5 separate regions of the Mus musculus genome follow, and regions 1, 3, 4 and 5 are each linked to region 2. The links are chromatin contacts, called in public HiChIP or PLAC-seq and promoter capture Hi-C maps. All regions are on one chromosome and are shown on one strand. The core of a region is the stretch at or near the end of the contact, and the rest is flanking DNA. Distances in the headings are between cores, read along the strand shown. Region 1 overlaps Golga4 (golgi autoantigen, golgin subfamily a, 4). Region 2 holds the start of Vill (villin-like). Region 3 holds the start of Exog (endo/exonuclease (5'-3'), endonuclease G-like). Region 4 holds the start of Oxsr1 (oxidative-stress responsive 1). Region 5 holds the start of Acvr2b (activin receptor IIB).

Evidence for each region. Promoter capture Hi-C pulls out the DNA fragments that hold promoters and counts their contacts. HiChIP or PLAC-seq counts read pairs in DNA pulled down with a chosen protein or histone mark.
Region 1: a promoter capture Hi-C map of cranial neural crest shows a contact between it and region 2. The contact joins the enhancer-like site here to the promoter of Vill in region 2. A contact is called at or near these places in 8 of 39 promoter capture datasets (the 3T3-L1 cell line, the HPC-7 cell line, cranial neural crest and 5 more), 2 of 115 datasets of contacts at active chromatin or transcription factors (SST interneurons and craniofacial prominence) and 3 of 9 other capture datasets (adipose tissue, liver and pancreatic islet).
Region 3: a contact with region 2 is called in a promoter capture Hi-C map of liver, with 2.8 times the contacts expected there. The contact joins the promoter of Exog here to the promoter of Vill in region 2. A contact is called at or near these places in 3 of 39 promoter capture datasets (the C10 cell line, embryonic stem cells and liver).
Region 4: a contact with region 2 is called in an H3K27ac HiChIP or PLAC-seq map of extraembryonic endoderm stem cells. The contact joins the promoter of Oxsr1 here to the promoter of Vill in region 2. A contact is called at or near these places in 3 of 39 promoter capture datasets (embryonic stem cells, hippocampal neurons and liver), 2 of 115 datasets of contacts at active chromatin or transcription factors (extraembryonic endoderm stem cells and trophoblast stem cells) and 2 of 9 other capture datasets (adipose tissue and pancreatic islet).
Region 5: an H3K27ac HiChIP or PLAC-seq map of extraembryonic endoderm stem cells shows a contact between it and region 2. The contact joins the promoter of Acvr2b here to the promoter of Vill in region 2. A contact is called at or near these places in 3 of 115 datasets of contacts at active chromatin or transcription factors (embryonic stem cells, extraembryonic endoderm stem cells and pancreatic cancer cells).

What each region holds. Positions count from the first base shown.
Region 1 is chr9:118,564,052-118,566,751 of GRCm38.p6, reverse strand. Golga4 (golgi autoantigen, golgin subfamily a, 4) reads right to left here. Exons shown (of 24, transcript NM_018748.3): 18 at 1,085-1,195. Among named protein-coding and RNA genes, the nearest start is that of Itga9, 41 kb to the left of the region's middle. Within about 2 kb of position 1,396, at least 3 of the 459 cell types and tissues checked have an H3K27ac peak or open chromatin away from gene starts, as enhancers often do.
Region 2 is chr9:119,051,408-119,054,107 of GRCm38.p6, reverse strand. It overlaps Vill (villin-like), which reads right to left and starts at 1,330. Exons shown (of 20, transcript NM_001164567.1): 1 at 1,280-1,330.
Region 3 is chr9:119,443,514-119,446,213 of GRCm38.p6, reverse strand. It overlaps Exog (endo/exonuclease (5'-3'), endonuclease G-like), which reads right to left and starts at 1,254. Exons shown (of 6, transcript NM_172456.4): 1 at 1,064-1,254. The coding sequence starts at 1,226.
Region 4 is chr9:119,321,094-119,323,793 of GRCm38.p6, reverse strand. It overlaps Oxsr1 (oxidative-stress responsive 1), which reads left to right and starts at 1,367. Exons shown (of 18, transcript NM_133985.2): 1 at 1,367-1,789. The coding sequence starts at 1,720.
Region 5 is chr9:119,400,804-119,403,503 of GRCm38.p6, reverse strand. It overlaps Acvr2b (activin receptor IIB), which reads right to left and starts at 1,326. Exons shown (of 11, transcript NM_001313757.1): 1 at 907-1,326. The coding sequence starts at 958.

The DNA of each region.
Region 1 (2,700 bases), core at 147-2,646, 490 kb after region 2:
GCGACAGCTCTCACAGTAGCTGTCATGTCAGAAAGGGGGACAGATGCCCAACACAAGTGGTAATCTCTATCCTTCAGAATTACTGACACAGGAATATGTTTGTCCATCATGCACTTAACTTCGTGGGTACATATGTCCCATCTTTCAAAGTCCTGTAACACATTTCTGAGCACAACCTCTGAGGCCCATGCTAGGCTCTGACTACACAGTATTTCTCATGGAACTCAGCACTCAAAGCCTTAGAACTTAGAAGGAACACTGCATCAGCTTGATGCCAGCGATTTGGGAGGCGGAGCTGGGAAGACGGCTTGAGCAGAAGCTGACTAAACTCAAGGCTCAAGCCTGGGAAACATGGCAGGACCTACCATCTCAAGTAAAACAAAGTCAAAACATTGAGAATGGAGAGACTACGGGAACAGTTCTGTGTATGGATAGTCTCTTCCCTCTTCTGAGACAAGGATAAGAACTCAGCATCTGTGTCGGCTTCACAATGCACCAACACTCTGTCAGTGAGGATACAGCATCAATACTCTTGAGGCCAGGGAAGCTCCTGGTACGAAGACACGTGTTTTCATAGAAGCAGTACTTAACAGCAAAGGTGTGCCCTCACCCACAGCCACACGCTAAGCAGACAGACAGAACTTGTTCACAGCTCTCTGTAACAGGAAAAAGGCCCTTTTCACTTGGTCGCTAGTGAGGGGTGCTGCTCAGACAGGCTTTTAGAGGCTTCGTCCCTGCACTCTGGAAAGGAGAGCCACGTAGCTGGCTGTTGAGAAACTGCAGCCCTCAGTGACTGATAACCTGTAAGAAATCTCAAGGGTGGAGTTGCAGTCTGCTAGATTGTCTGTGGAAAGGCCAGGAAGCACTGAGAAACAGCAAAGTTTAGCTTTGAATGTGGAAGCCTGGATTTAAATTCCAGTACTGCACTTAACATGAGATCTGAACATTTGGTTTTAATTGCATTGAGTGAAAAAGGAACTTGAGTTCTCAAAGGCCCTTGGGTCAAATGAGCTGAATGTGTGGCAGTGGGCAAGCCAAGCTGAGGAAATGGCCACACTTCCCAGACCCCCGAGAAGCAGCTCACACTGTCCTTGGTGCTCTCCTCCTGCTCCAGCCTCTGCTGGTATTTCTTCTGGAGCTCCTCGAGCTGGGTCTGCAGGTCCGTCACTTTGCCAGTCATTTCTTCTTCACGGGCCTTCAGCATGAAAACAGCAATGTGGCAATGTTAAAAAGCAGGCAGAGGGAGAGTTACCCAACAGTCACACATGTGTGGGACACAGAACTCGTCACTCCTTCCTGACCCAATCTAAGGCTGGACCAGCGCTGCTCACTCTTCTTGGAATGCCATGGCTCCCATACACTGCCTCTGTCCCTGTCAACCAAGGCCAGCAGCTGCTTCCCCCATGGTATCATCAGGTCTGACTGTGCACAGATCCTAGGGTTTAAGGCTGGGTGCTGTCTATAGTGGGGTTCCTACAGATACTCAGGAAATAAGGGAGTACTTTCCCACTGGGTAACTCACGAGTTGGTCCTTGAAGCTTGTCTACTGACCTGCACATTTCATACCCATCCGTCCTCACATCACGCCGGCAGTGCTCAAGTAACATAATACAACAAACGAAAAATAGACAAGGCTGAACCAGAAAAGACTTAGATGACTTTTGTCCCCACGGTCCTGCTTAGAAGTCTGACACACAGATCACCTTCTGTTGTGTTCTAAGGGCACTCAGATCTTGCCTCAGTCAGACATCATGCGAGACCTCTGTGCTAACTGATCTCGCTGAGTGAGCACCGCCTCTAGGCGTCACTGAACAGGAGCGGACTGTCAGACGCCTGGGAAGCACCGTTCTCAAAGACAAGCAGAAGGCTAGGCACAAACAGTGTGATGAGCACAGGACACTTGAAAAATCCGATTCTTCTCATGAAACTTTCCGAAGCTACGGGAAACAAAGCAGCAGAGCCCAGGCTGTGGTGCTGGGCATCAGACGTCTCCTCAGCGAGGTACACCGACCTAGCCCCGCACGCAATACCATTGCCCTGTAACTGAAAGGTCACTGTCCGAGGCCTTGGCTGCTTTGAGTCCACCTGCACATCCCTGTGGCTACCCAGACTCCATAGCTACTTACTCAGGCACATTCAGACATTCAGCTATGTCCGACACTTCCTTTGATAGCTGCAGATTACCAAATAAGCTAAGGCAAGCCTTCTAAGCATTAGAAAAAAATCCCAATACATTGTCCAGAACTTAAAAATAGCTCTGGACCTGGAGCCACCAACAAGGTACCACCAGGCCCTGTGCAAATCCCTAGTTTATCAAAACAGAAAGAAGAAAAGGAGGAAGAGGGAAGGAGGAGAGAGACAAGCAGAGGTTCTGTCCCTTAAAAACAACAAACAAGAATGAAAGTGATTCTCACTATATTGATTCAAGCTTTTCTAAATAAAAATTAAAGTGAAAACCTTTTAAAGATGCAGCACAGAGAGGCCAGGGGCTGACTCAGCAGATAAAGTGTCTGCTACACAGCCCTGATTCACAGGGAAAAGCCAGGTTTGGTGGTACAGGTCCATACCCCACGTCTTGGTGGGACGTTCCCGAGGGTCAATCCACCACGGGAGTTCCAGCTTCAGTGAGTGACTGAGCCACAGGAAGCAAGATGGGGAGCGACTGAGGAAGATGCCTGACATGTGTATGCCGCTATGTGT
Region 2 (2,700 bases), core at 81-2,580:
AGCCTGTGTGCTGTTAGCATGGCTCTCCCGACATGGAACAGAAGGAGTCCATAGATAGTTGTTGATTGACCAAGGGAGTCACCAGGCGTGCCAGCAGCACCTCTAGTTGAGGTCATTGTGTGACAATGACATATATGATGGATGGGCACAGTGGTCACACAATGGTCCTTTCCAGCAACGGAGAACATGGCACACCATGGTGGGTATAGTGACTTGCAACAGGACCCTTCAGCAAGGACAGAGTCTATACATCAAACCAGCTACAGGAAAATGATTAGGGACCCAGACAGACAGAGACCCGAGGCACAGAGCCAGAAGGTAGTGGCCAGGTAGCTCTAAGGGCCACAGTGGAGTGGGAAGGACACCGTCCAACTTCGGGGCCACAGAGAAGAGGAGGGCATATTGGCAGCTGGAAGCAGTGTCTAACCTGGCTTCTCAGAGAGGGGCAGCAGTGGCCCAGGGGTGGCTGGGAAGGAGCCCCAAAACCCACAGCCTGGAGAGTCAGACTGGAGCTGAGCCCCCATCCCTCTTGCTAGAGGAGGCAAGAGAACTTTAAAGCACGGGGTGTCTTTACTCCTCTTACACTTTGTGTTCCCTCCCCTCCCGCTAGAGGTTTCTTCTCTTCCCACGGAGTCACCCGTGGCTCACGAGAGCCCCAGCCCATGTGTGTCCCCTTTTACCAGTACATCCCCCATGGGGACCCCATCTCCCCCACCCCCTGCCCTCCTAGAAGCCCTCTCATTTCCCAGGGTGAAGTTCCTTTCTCTCCGACACTGGCTTTCTCTCTGCCCCTCTCCGCAGGGGCTCTAACCCACTGTGTGTGTGTGTGTGGGGGGGAGGGGGTCCCAGTCTCCTTGGCGGCCAGGCCGCTTGTCTTGTCGTTTGTCGCCTTCCTTCAGGTGACCCTTCTCCCTTCCAGCCGACCCCTCCTCCTGAACAAGGTGTACTTGAGGGTAGACCTCGAGATTCCTTTGCTTAACTTCCAGGAAGGGAGGGCATAGCCTGCTGGAGGGTCGTGAGTCAGGCGAACTGACTCTGGGGGGTGACAGAGAGCCCACCCACGCAAAACCCGCCGCTTCTTCCTCTCACGCTGGCTTGCCACAGTGGTCCTCCTCCACCCACGCGCAGATAGCCAAGCGTTCTCACCGTGGGGCTGCCCTCAATCCTACCAGCCTTCAGCCGCTGTATGATCCCCGAGCCCTAGAACGCCATGCCTTCCCTCTGCGTTCCCAGCAACCCCTCTACCGGGTCCCCCACCCCCACCCCAGTCCAGGCCTACCTTCTGGGAACTGCCTCTGCACCTTCCTTCACTCAGCCTGTGGGCAACACTAGGCCCCTCCCTCCGAACTGTAACTCAATCCCAGCTCCCGCCTTGCAGGACACACCCCGTGCTCTGTGCAGCATGGACAGGGAGGGCATTCAGAGTTAGTCAGTCAATAAATATTGACCAAGCCGTCTGGGAGCCAGCCCCCTTCCCGTGGCCTGGTAGATTACTTCTTCGGTACCAGTGGGCAGAGAAGGCTAGGGGTGGAGGCCTGATCAAGGCTGAGGTGGACTGTGGAATACACCGATTTCTCATTGGGGAGCTCAAGTGGGCAACCGCCCCCCTACCCCCGCGGGTTGGGCTCCTTTTGGATCTAGAGGTTCAGACCACCATAGTGAGTCAAGTGATATGAAGGTCATTTTAGGAGGTGGAGGAAACGCCCGGGGCTGCCTCCCAGAATTTCTGACCCCGACCTCCCATCTCGGGCTGGCTGCCCAGCACAGAGGTCCCCAGGGAGCCTGATATCCATCGTGGGAGAGGCCGGTGGAGTCTACAGCAAGGAGATCCCTTCCACACCCTGGCTGCCCCTCTGTTACTCCTGATTGTGGGATAGGAGGACGCTGGAAATAGAACCTTCCAGAAATGCCTGGGACACAACTTTCCTTTACCTCCTGCCTGTCACAGCACAGATCTCAGTCACAGCCAGCGTCAGCCAGCACATGCCTTCCCTTCAACCCCACTAGATCCTGCCTGCAGACAGTATGCAAGACCTCTCTCTGCAGCGGATTCTTCACTTACAAAGTCTCATGGCTCAGGACTAGACACTCCAGAAACTCTGGGCCAGCCTGTGCCCAGTGGTCAGTGTGTGTATGTGTTTTATTTTGCTTTGTTTTGGTCAGACAGTGTCATACTGTATAGCCCAAGCTGTCCTGAAACTCACAGTCCTCCTGCCTCAGCCTCCTGAGGGTTGGGATAGACAGATGGACATATGCAAGAGACACGGTTGTGGGTTAGCTGTGTGTAAAGGAAGCCTGTGTCACGAGGAACTTGGCTAGTCCTGTGTCTGGCTCACAGTAGAGAGTGTTGGGCTTCCTCTGTGCTCTCAGTCACCTGTCCCCTGTCCCCATGTCCCGTGTCACCATCCCCTTTCCCCTTTCCCAATCTGCTGGACTCTCACTTCTGTGTGGCCAGTGTTGGCTGGTTCCGGTAACACCTTCCCCTTCTTCTCTCTCCATCTGTCTCTTCTGGGGTCTCTAAGGGTCAGCGTGTACACAGCCCAGACCTCAGTCCCTCTCCATTGTCCACTTTACTTGCAAGTTCCAGGCCCAAGGGTGAAAGACCCCTGGTTTCCCAGCCTCTTCCCCTCTCTCATCCCCCGACCCCCCACCTAAACATGGTCTTCTCCCTGGACTGGGTAGTCACATTGCTTCCTGCAT
Region 3 (2,700 bases), core at 5-2,504, 390 kb before region 2:
AGTATCCATTTCGTTTTTTAAAAGACCTTAACTCCAAGAGTGGGTGCACACACCTGTTTCTCCATGTCTCATGCCTGGCTGGGTCACAGTGAGTACTGGCTCAAAGCAAAAACAGAGCAAACAAGCCCACCCACACTGTCCCTCACTGATACTTCCCCAGTGTTTCAGTTCAAGGAAAGACAGACTGCAGCCTTCACTGCAGTGGGGCTAAGAAACTGACACTTCCTCCTAGAGGACTCAACCCGGAGCTGCTTCCAAGTGACTCCTCCCCATGCCTCCCCAGAGCAGTCCTCTGGCACAATGGCAAGTGTCAAAAGAAGCGGGTGGTTCAGCACGTCCTGGAATGAGATGGGTCTGTGCTCACTTCTCTGTCTAAAGATAAGATGCCCCGTAAATTTAAGGATGTACATACTAGGAAGACTGGGTAGCAGATATTCTTTACGGAAACGCCTTCAAACATTCTTGTTGTGATGTTGTCAATTTGACAGAATCTAGAAACACCTGAGAAGCAGGCCTCCGGGTATTCCTATGGGGAGAGGGGGAATCTTGGCTGTATTAAATGATATGGGGATCCCCAGATTAATTATGGGCTGGGCCATTCCCTGACTGGGATTCGCACTGTATAAACTGGGAGAAAAGGGAGCCAAAAGGCAGCACGTTCGTCCGTTTCCTGACAGTGGAGGGACGTGGCCACATTGTATAAACTGGGAGAAAAGGGAGCCAAAAGGCAGCACGCATTCGTCCGTTTCCTGACGTGGCCAGCTGCTTCGAGCTCCTTCCCCGCCACGATGGGGTGCACCTCGAACGGGGAGCTAAAACAGACCCTTCCCTTAAGTTGCTTCTGTCAGGTATACGTTGTCACAGCAACAGGAAAAGAAACTAAGACACTTACTGAAGGCCAATTCTGTACCAGGCACTGTGCTGCACCTAAGGTGGAGAACAAACAGAGTCTCAGCTCGGGGTGGAGCTAAGGATGGAGGGGTGGTGACGTGTGAGCCCGCAGCCAGGTGAAGAATTTGGGGGAGCAGTGGGGAACCGAGCCGGCTTAGGCTTGCAGACTCACCGTGTGGCTGCCTCGCCAGCTTCGCGGATTCCGCGTCCGGACGCCGGAAAAACTGCAGCGCCGTCAGCCCCGCTCCCGCGGCGCCCACTACAGCCCCGGCCAAGAAGCCATTCAGAAATCGCCGCGAGTCCCTGAGACGGGAAGCGAAGCTCTTTGCAGCCATGACTCGCGGGCGCCAGCACTTTGTCTCTGCCACGCATGCGCACGCGGGGGCTCCGAGGCCGGAATGGTCCAATCGCCGGCTCCGGAACCAGGCGCGCATGCGCCATCCCGAACCGCCTCCCAGAGGCCTTCGCTGCTGAGGGTCTCGCGCGTCCCCTAGAGTCCAGCAGGGGAGGCACGCCTACCTCCATCCCTGGTCCTGGCCAGTTAATGGATGGGTTAAGTGTCCTAGCTTGTCAATTTAATGGTGTGTGTGTACTGTCCTCTGAAGAAATTGTCTTTAGTCCCATTTAATAGTGAGTAAATGCTTGTTCATGATCCATCAAAGATCTCCTAACCTGGGATCCAACTCGATGTGATTCCAAAACCTGTACCCCATTGGACTGTTTGGGGCACTTGCTTCAAAGTCAAAATACACATCAGAGTGTTTGTACCACCTATCGAGTTTCCTGGGAAAACAGTACTCAATGGTAGCCAGAGACTCTGGATGGGCCAGAGCTCAGAAGTTAAATCCTTACCAAACTAGTCCAGTGTGTCAGTCCATGTTATCTCTTTTAATTTGTGCCTAGACAAGCAAGATGGTTCATCAGTAAGGGTGCTTGCCACCAAAACTGACACTTGAATTCAGTCCCTGGAACCTACTTGGTAGAAGAGGACTGACTCCTGAAAGCTGTCCTCTCACCGTCACAGGCATGGGCTTGCCATCCTACATGCACAGGTATGTACAGCCAGACATAAATAAGTCGATGTAATAAACTGTAATTGGGCTTGGTGGAGCCGATCTGTAACCCCAGCGCTAGCAAAGACAAGGAAGGAATTTCTGAGCTCCAGATCAGCTTAGACTACATAGTGAGTTCCAAATGAGTCTCAGCTACATCGCAAGACCCTGTCTCAAAAAAGAAGTTAAAATCATCATCTTAGACGATAGGGATTCATCTCAGGACTAAGGTGGTATACACGGGATGCATGCCGTCAAGTAACACTGTAAATGTTAGCCACTTTATGGGACCTCTCAAATTGGTCTTAGACAAAATTGATGGGCAAATGCCCACTGACAAAGGGAGAACATAAGGTCCAGAGAAATGGCTAAGTGATTAAGAACACTGTCAGCTCTTCTAAAGGGTCTGGGTTCAATTCCCAGCACCCACATGGTAGCTCATGACTGACACCCTCACACCAATGCACATAAAATAAAATTAAGTAAATTGTTATTATTTTTGTTTTTTTTTTTAAGACAGGGTTTCTCTGTGTAGCCCTGGCTGTCCAGGAACTCACTCTGAAGACCGTAAATTATTTTTTGTAAAAAGAAGAATATTCGTGTTTAATAGACTCCCACTCAGATCAATGGGTCTTCACCTGGCAGCAGTCTCCAGCTTCCCATAAAAAGAGCATTGGCCTGAGCCAGGCTGACTCCATGACAGGCTGCAAACCAGCAGTTCAGGAGACTAGCCCTGAGTTTCTACTTCCCAGACTGG
Region 4 (2,700 bases), core at 118-2,617, 270 kb before region 2:
CACTAAATGTGTCACAAGTAGTGGCTGCAACAAATTTCTTCCTTCCTTCCTTCCTTATTTTTTTTTTTAAAGATTTTATTTATTTTATATATATGAGTACACTGTAGCTGTATTTAGACATACCAAATGAGGGCATTGGATCCCATTTCAGATGGTTGTGAGCCACCATGTGGTTGCTGGGAATTGACCTCAGGACCTCTGGAAGAGCAGTCAGTGCTCTCAACCACTGAGCCATTTCTCCAGCCCTGAAACACATTTCTACAGCAAGACCTTGCACCTTTGCCGGGTCTGGAATATTCTGTCCTCCCATTTTCTGTTTGCTGAGATCCCCTTAGCACTGTAAGGTCTGGCCCAAATGGGACCTCTTCTTGAGATGTTCCATAAGTCCTATCAACCAGACGCGCTCATGGCCTTCCCACCGAAGAGCTCAGCAGTGCTGCTCAGCTGAACACTTTGTCCGCAGCGACCCTGTCCAGGTTGATGTTTTAATGTTTTGTTTCACCAAAGCGCGATCTTCTAAGGCCAAGAAAACGGAACTTATTTTTGTGAAGATGACAAAAGCCAGGGCCGGGGGCCTAGAGCTGACCCCTAAGTCGCGTGACAGAAACCACTGAACAGTCAAGGCGCTGCCTGGGCAGAGACAACTAACCTAGGTCCCAGGCAGGTGCTGTTTCTTTAGACCCGAAGCGGAGAAAAGACAGAAACCGCTTCCTCCCGGATCCTGGAGGCGGCGCTGAGTACTTCCGCCTTAGGAAAAAAAAAAATGTCATCACGGGCCGAGCTTCCGGCTCCACTCGGGAGCCCGCAAGACCTTTTATCCTAGTTGGCCTTCGTCCGCGCACCCCACCCGGCCGCTCCCTCGGGCTTCTCCACACCCCGGGGCGCGGTTTGCACGTCTCGAGGGTGTGACCGTGACGCCGTGACGTCACCTCAGCGAACCCGGTCCTGAAAGGTTTTGGCGCTCGGTAGGAACTGGGAGTCAAGTTCCCGGAGGCGGGACTAACATATGACTGATGTCCACACGCTCCAGTTGCCGTTCTCATGCTTTCTCAAACCAACCAATGAATGCAAAGCAGAGAGGGCAACGCCCCTCCCTCAGCTTCTAGAGGAAGCGCCGCTCCTTCGGTTTAGCACTCAGTGGCCGCCATGCTTGGTGTGGCTCCTCGTTCTGCGGCAGTTTGCTCTGTTTTGGCTTTCAGACGCCCTCAGTGAACTCCTCCACGAGCACTTCTGCTCTCTAACTATCGACTTCCACTCTTTCCGGCTTCCTTCTCGCTTGCCTCTTGTCCGGCCACACTCAAGATGGCGGCCGGGGGGCGGCGAGCCGCGGCCAGGCTTCCCCGGCGTGGTGACGTCAGCGCGCTGCGTGTCGGCAGGTGGAGGGAGAAGGGAAAGTTTGGCCCGTGCTTGGGGTTCGGGTGGAGGGCGGGACGGAGGGGCAGGGCTGGGTAGAAGCTTGTTTCGCGGTGCCGCGGAGGTTAAGGCCGGCTCGTGGGCTGGGCCGGGGACTGCGGGACGCGGAGCCGCGGGAGGCGAGGTCGGTCGCAGCCGCGCGTCTCCGCCTCGGGGCCGCGCTTGACCCGCGCGCCCCGGCGTTGTGCGCCCCAAGGCTGGGCCAAGCGGCGGGTTGGGGGCGGCGGCTGGGCGTGGGGAGGCGCGCGGCGAGGTGACCTGAGAGCCCGGAGCGTGAGGAGCACGGAGCCAGGCGCTGCAGCCGTCATGTCCGAGGACTCGAGCGCCCTGCCCTGGTCCATCAACAGGGACGACTACGAGCTGCAGGAGGTGATAGGTGAGAGCCGAGGGGCGACGCGCCGGGGTTCTGGGCCCGAGCCTTGCTGGGCACTGGTGCGAGCCGTGCGCCTAGGGTGGGGCTCCCTTCGGAGGGAGAAGCGTACCTGAGACAGATGCGTCCTGTGCAGAAGAGCCATGTGGATGGGCGGCAGGCCTGGCTCAGGGGGCACTAGGGTCCGTGGGCAGAGCCGCGTGGCTCTGGGATTGTGGGGTCTGTGCACTTGAGTCCATCCCTGCATCCACGCGACGATGCACTATTTCGCAGGTGTGAGGCTGAGGGCAGCTCCAGGTACCGGTGCTGAGCAGGTTAGACCCGCCTCTAGCTCTTTACAACTGACTTCTCAGATCCCGGAGGCAGACGTCAACTACATAGAAAGAATGGGAAAAGCGGTAACAGGTCTCAGTAGGTGGCCGGAAGGAACCGGGCAAGATGTTATAAGGAGTGGTTTGAACAAGTTACGTGATTTCAAGGAAAAGTTGAGCCCTCAAAGCGAGTCGGAGGAAGATCGCCTTTCCCCCTCCATTGAGGAATAAGAAAATACTTAGACTCTGAGGAGAGAGAGAGTGCTTGATAAGTTGAGGGACCAGAAAGAGGGCACACATTAGTCTCAGGGACCTTTAAAGCTATGGTAAAGATTTGGAGTTTCAAGTTGTCCTTGGAGGGCTTCAACTAGGGACCATGGCTCGCTCCATAAATCTGGCTATTATGTGTGAAGTGGCCCTGAATAAGATCCGAGAATACCAGTTGGTCGACAGCAAGCATGGATTGTTACTCTCAGAGGTGCAGCGTGCTTGAGGAGGTTAAGCGGCTAGGGATGAGGGAGAGTTTGTAGCCCAGCAGTAATGCAGTGGCCATAGAAATCGAAGGGAAATGGGTTTAGCAAAACAAAGGCTTAATCAGCAGACCAC
Region 5 (2,700 bases), core at 77-2,576, 350 kb before region 2:
GACGCGCAGGACCCAGAGCCCCAGCCACCGGGCACCAGCCGTCCTAATCTCCACGATCTTTTCTCTGGAGTCTTAATGCCCGACTGTCCACGTTTCCTGGAACTGCCCTAAGCCCGCCCCGGAGCTCCTACAAAGTTGAGCACGCTTCAGCACCATCGGGACACAGAAATCAGTGCCTAGGCTTTGGGGGAGAAAGCGCTTTCCCAACACAACTTCGTGCGTACACACCCACACCTTCTAGTCCCAAGCAGACGCGCACCAGCTATCCACAGCCCGCAGGCGGCTGCGAGCTGACCGCGGGTCACTCACGCCCGCCACGTGCCGGCCGAAGCGATCTGAGACCTGTTGGTTCGCCTCTTCAACCCTTCTCCACTCCCAGTTGCCCAAAACAAAAGCGGTCCCACGAGGGCGCATCTGCGGCCCGCTGCAAGAAAAGCGGGCGCAGGTAGGAGCCACTCGCATGAGGATCGCGACGCGGAGTGGCGGGACGGGATGCAGAGGACTCCGGGCGGGCTATGGAAAGCCGTCCGCTTCGCTTTGCGACACCTATGACTCTCAGGGGCGAGCAGCCCCAACCCAGCCGCCCCCAATTAGATGCCCACCCCGCTTGGCCGCCTTCCCCACGCTTAGGTTTTCCCCGCTCTATCCCTGGGGTCCGCACACCCGCGGAACCTGAACCCCGACCCTGACGCTCCAGGTTCCCCCATCACCTAGAACCTCTGCGAGCCAGAATCGCGCAGAGGAACCGCACGGGCGAGCTCGCCTCTAAGATCGCAAGCACCAGAGCGCCCCGCGCGACCCCGATCCCAGGCAGGTGGCGCGGCGCCGAGGCCGCGGGGCCGCCCTTTGTTGGTAAACACCGCGCGCCCCAGGTCCCTGCACCCCCACGACGCGCCCGGTCCTTACCGGCGCACAGCGATCCCCAGAGAAGGGCGAGGGCCGCCCAGGGCGCCGTCATGTTCCGCGGCGCCGCCCCGCGGACACCCGGAGCCCGCGGGCAGGGCCGCGCTGCGCTCCCGGGGCGCGCAGGGCCCGGCGGCGGCTGCGCTCTGCTTCCCGCTCCTTCTCTGGGTCTCGCTTCCAGGAGCGCGCGCTTCTGCGCTTCGGTTCCCAGGCAGTATGCGGAGATAGGGGCTCAGGGCCGCTGCGGGCGGCGCGCAGTGCGGCCCGGGCTATGGGGCGACGCGGGAGCCGGGGGGCGGCGGCGGGGCGCGGGCCAGGGCGCGCCCGACGCGGGCATGGCGCAACGGGGCTGGGCCCGGGCCCCGGGCGCAGGGGCCGAGTCCGGAGGGGCCATGAACGGGGGAGGGGTGGGGGAGGGGACCTGAACCGAGTCCAAAATGGCTCCTGAGCGGTGGCCACGGAGCCGAGCCAGCGGGGAAACCCGGATGTTGGATACAAAGAGGCGGGCGAGCTGGGCGGGGAGGGGGAGGGGAGGCGGGCCCTCCGGCCGCGTGGTCCGCGCCCCCCTTGGGGGCGGGGCCGGAGAGGAACAACAACACCGAGGCTCCGCCCCCCAGCCCGCGCCCTCTGGAGACAGCGCGCCTGCAGCACCAGACTCTAGGGCTAGGCGGGGCGCGCTCTCCGAGCTGGTGGGATTGGACTGCCCACAACTTGGCTGGTGCTTTCCTGCCCCGTGCTATGGAGCCCACGCTACGGGATGCACGCTCCTCTGGGACCCCTGAGTGAGTGGGTAGCTCCTGGTCCCCATAACCTAGGACCTCTGCCCTCCAGCTCCCATTTATGGGCTAATTAATTGGCAGGAAAACGCTGAAGTCTGAATTGACAGCAGTTCCTCACAACGCACGCACAGTTATCTCCAAGCAGAGGAGGACCCACAGAGCAGCTGCAGGTGGGAAAGAACTGTTGGCGACCTGCTTTCTGAAGGATCCTCAGCAATCCAGCATCCTTCATCTTACCTTCAGCACTCCTCCCACCTCTAAAGATCTGTTCAGAACATGCCTCTGTTCCTTTCACACACGCACACACACCAGATCCCTCCATTTCAGATGTTACACAATCAGAGTGTGAGAGCAATCGGCCTCCCAGCTACACTGGAAAAGCCAGTCACTACTCAGGGGAAAAAAATGCTATGGAATCCTCGGATAGTTACCTCCTGCCTCACCAAGAGCAGTGGGTCATAGGAGGAAGGACGCTCCCCCCCGCCGCCCCCCCCCCCCAGCCTGGGTCATTTCATTTGCTCGAGCCTCGGACTTCCCTTATGAAAATGACGGTGTTGAAGTCCTCCAGACTTGGGTAGAGTTTCTTTCTGCTACGGCTTTGGTGTTGAGGTAGGGATCCTCAGCTTCCCAAGAAGTCTGCACCTTGTCTGACAACCTTTGCTCTTAAATGTGGTCTTTTTCCTCTCCTTATGTAATCCTCAGGTGGCCTCGAGCTCGCAGTCCATCTGTGACTCTTCCTATTTTTCGTTCGTTTATTGATTGATTGTGTGTGTGCTCTCTTGCCTGTATCTATGTGCATCCAACATACAGTCATATGTTTCCATATGCCCCGTGCCACCAGCACCCTCCATCTCACATCTGGGCAGCTTTAACAGCAGAGGGCTGAGGGGCTCCTTAGATGTCACTAGGGTCCATTCACGTTGCTAAGTGTATCTTCTATTTCTTTTAAGATTTTTATTATATTTTACTTATTTATATGTGTGTTTGTATGTGTATGTGTGCATGCATGTGTGTGTGT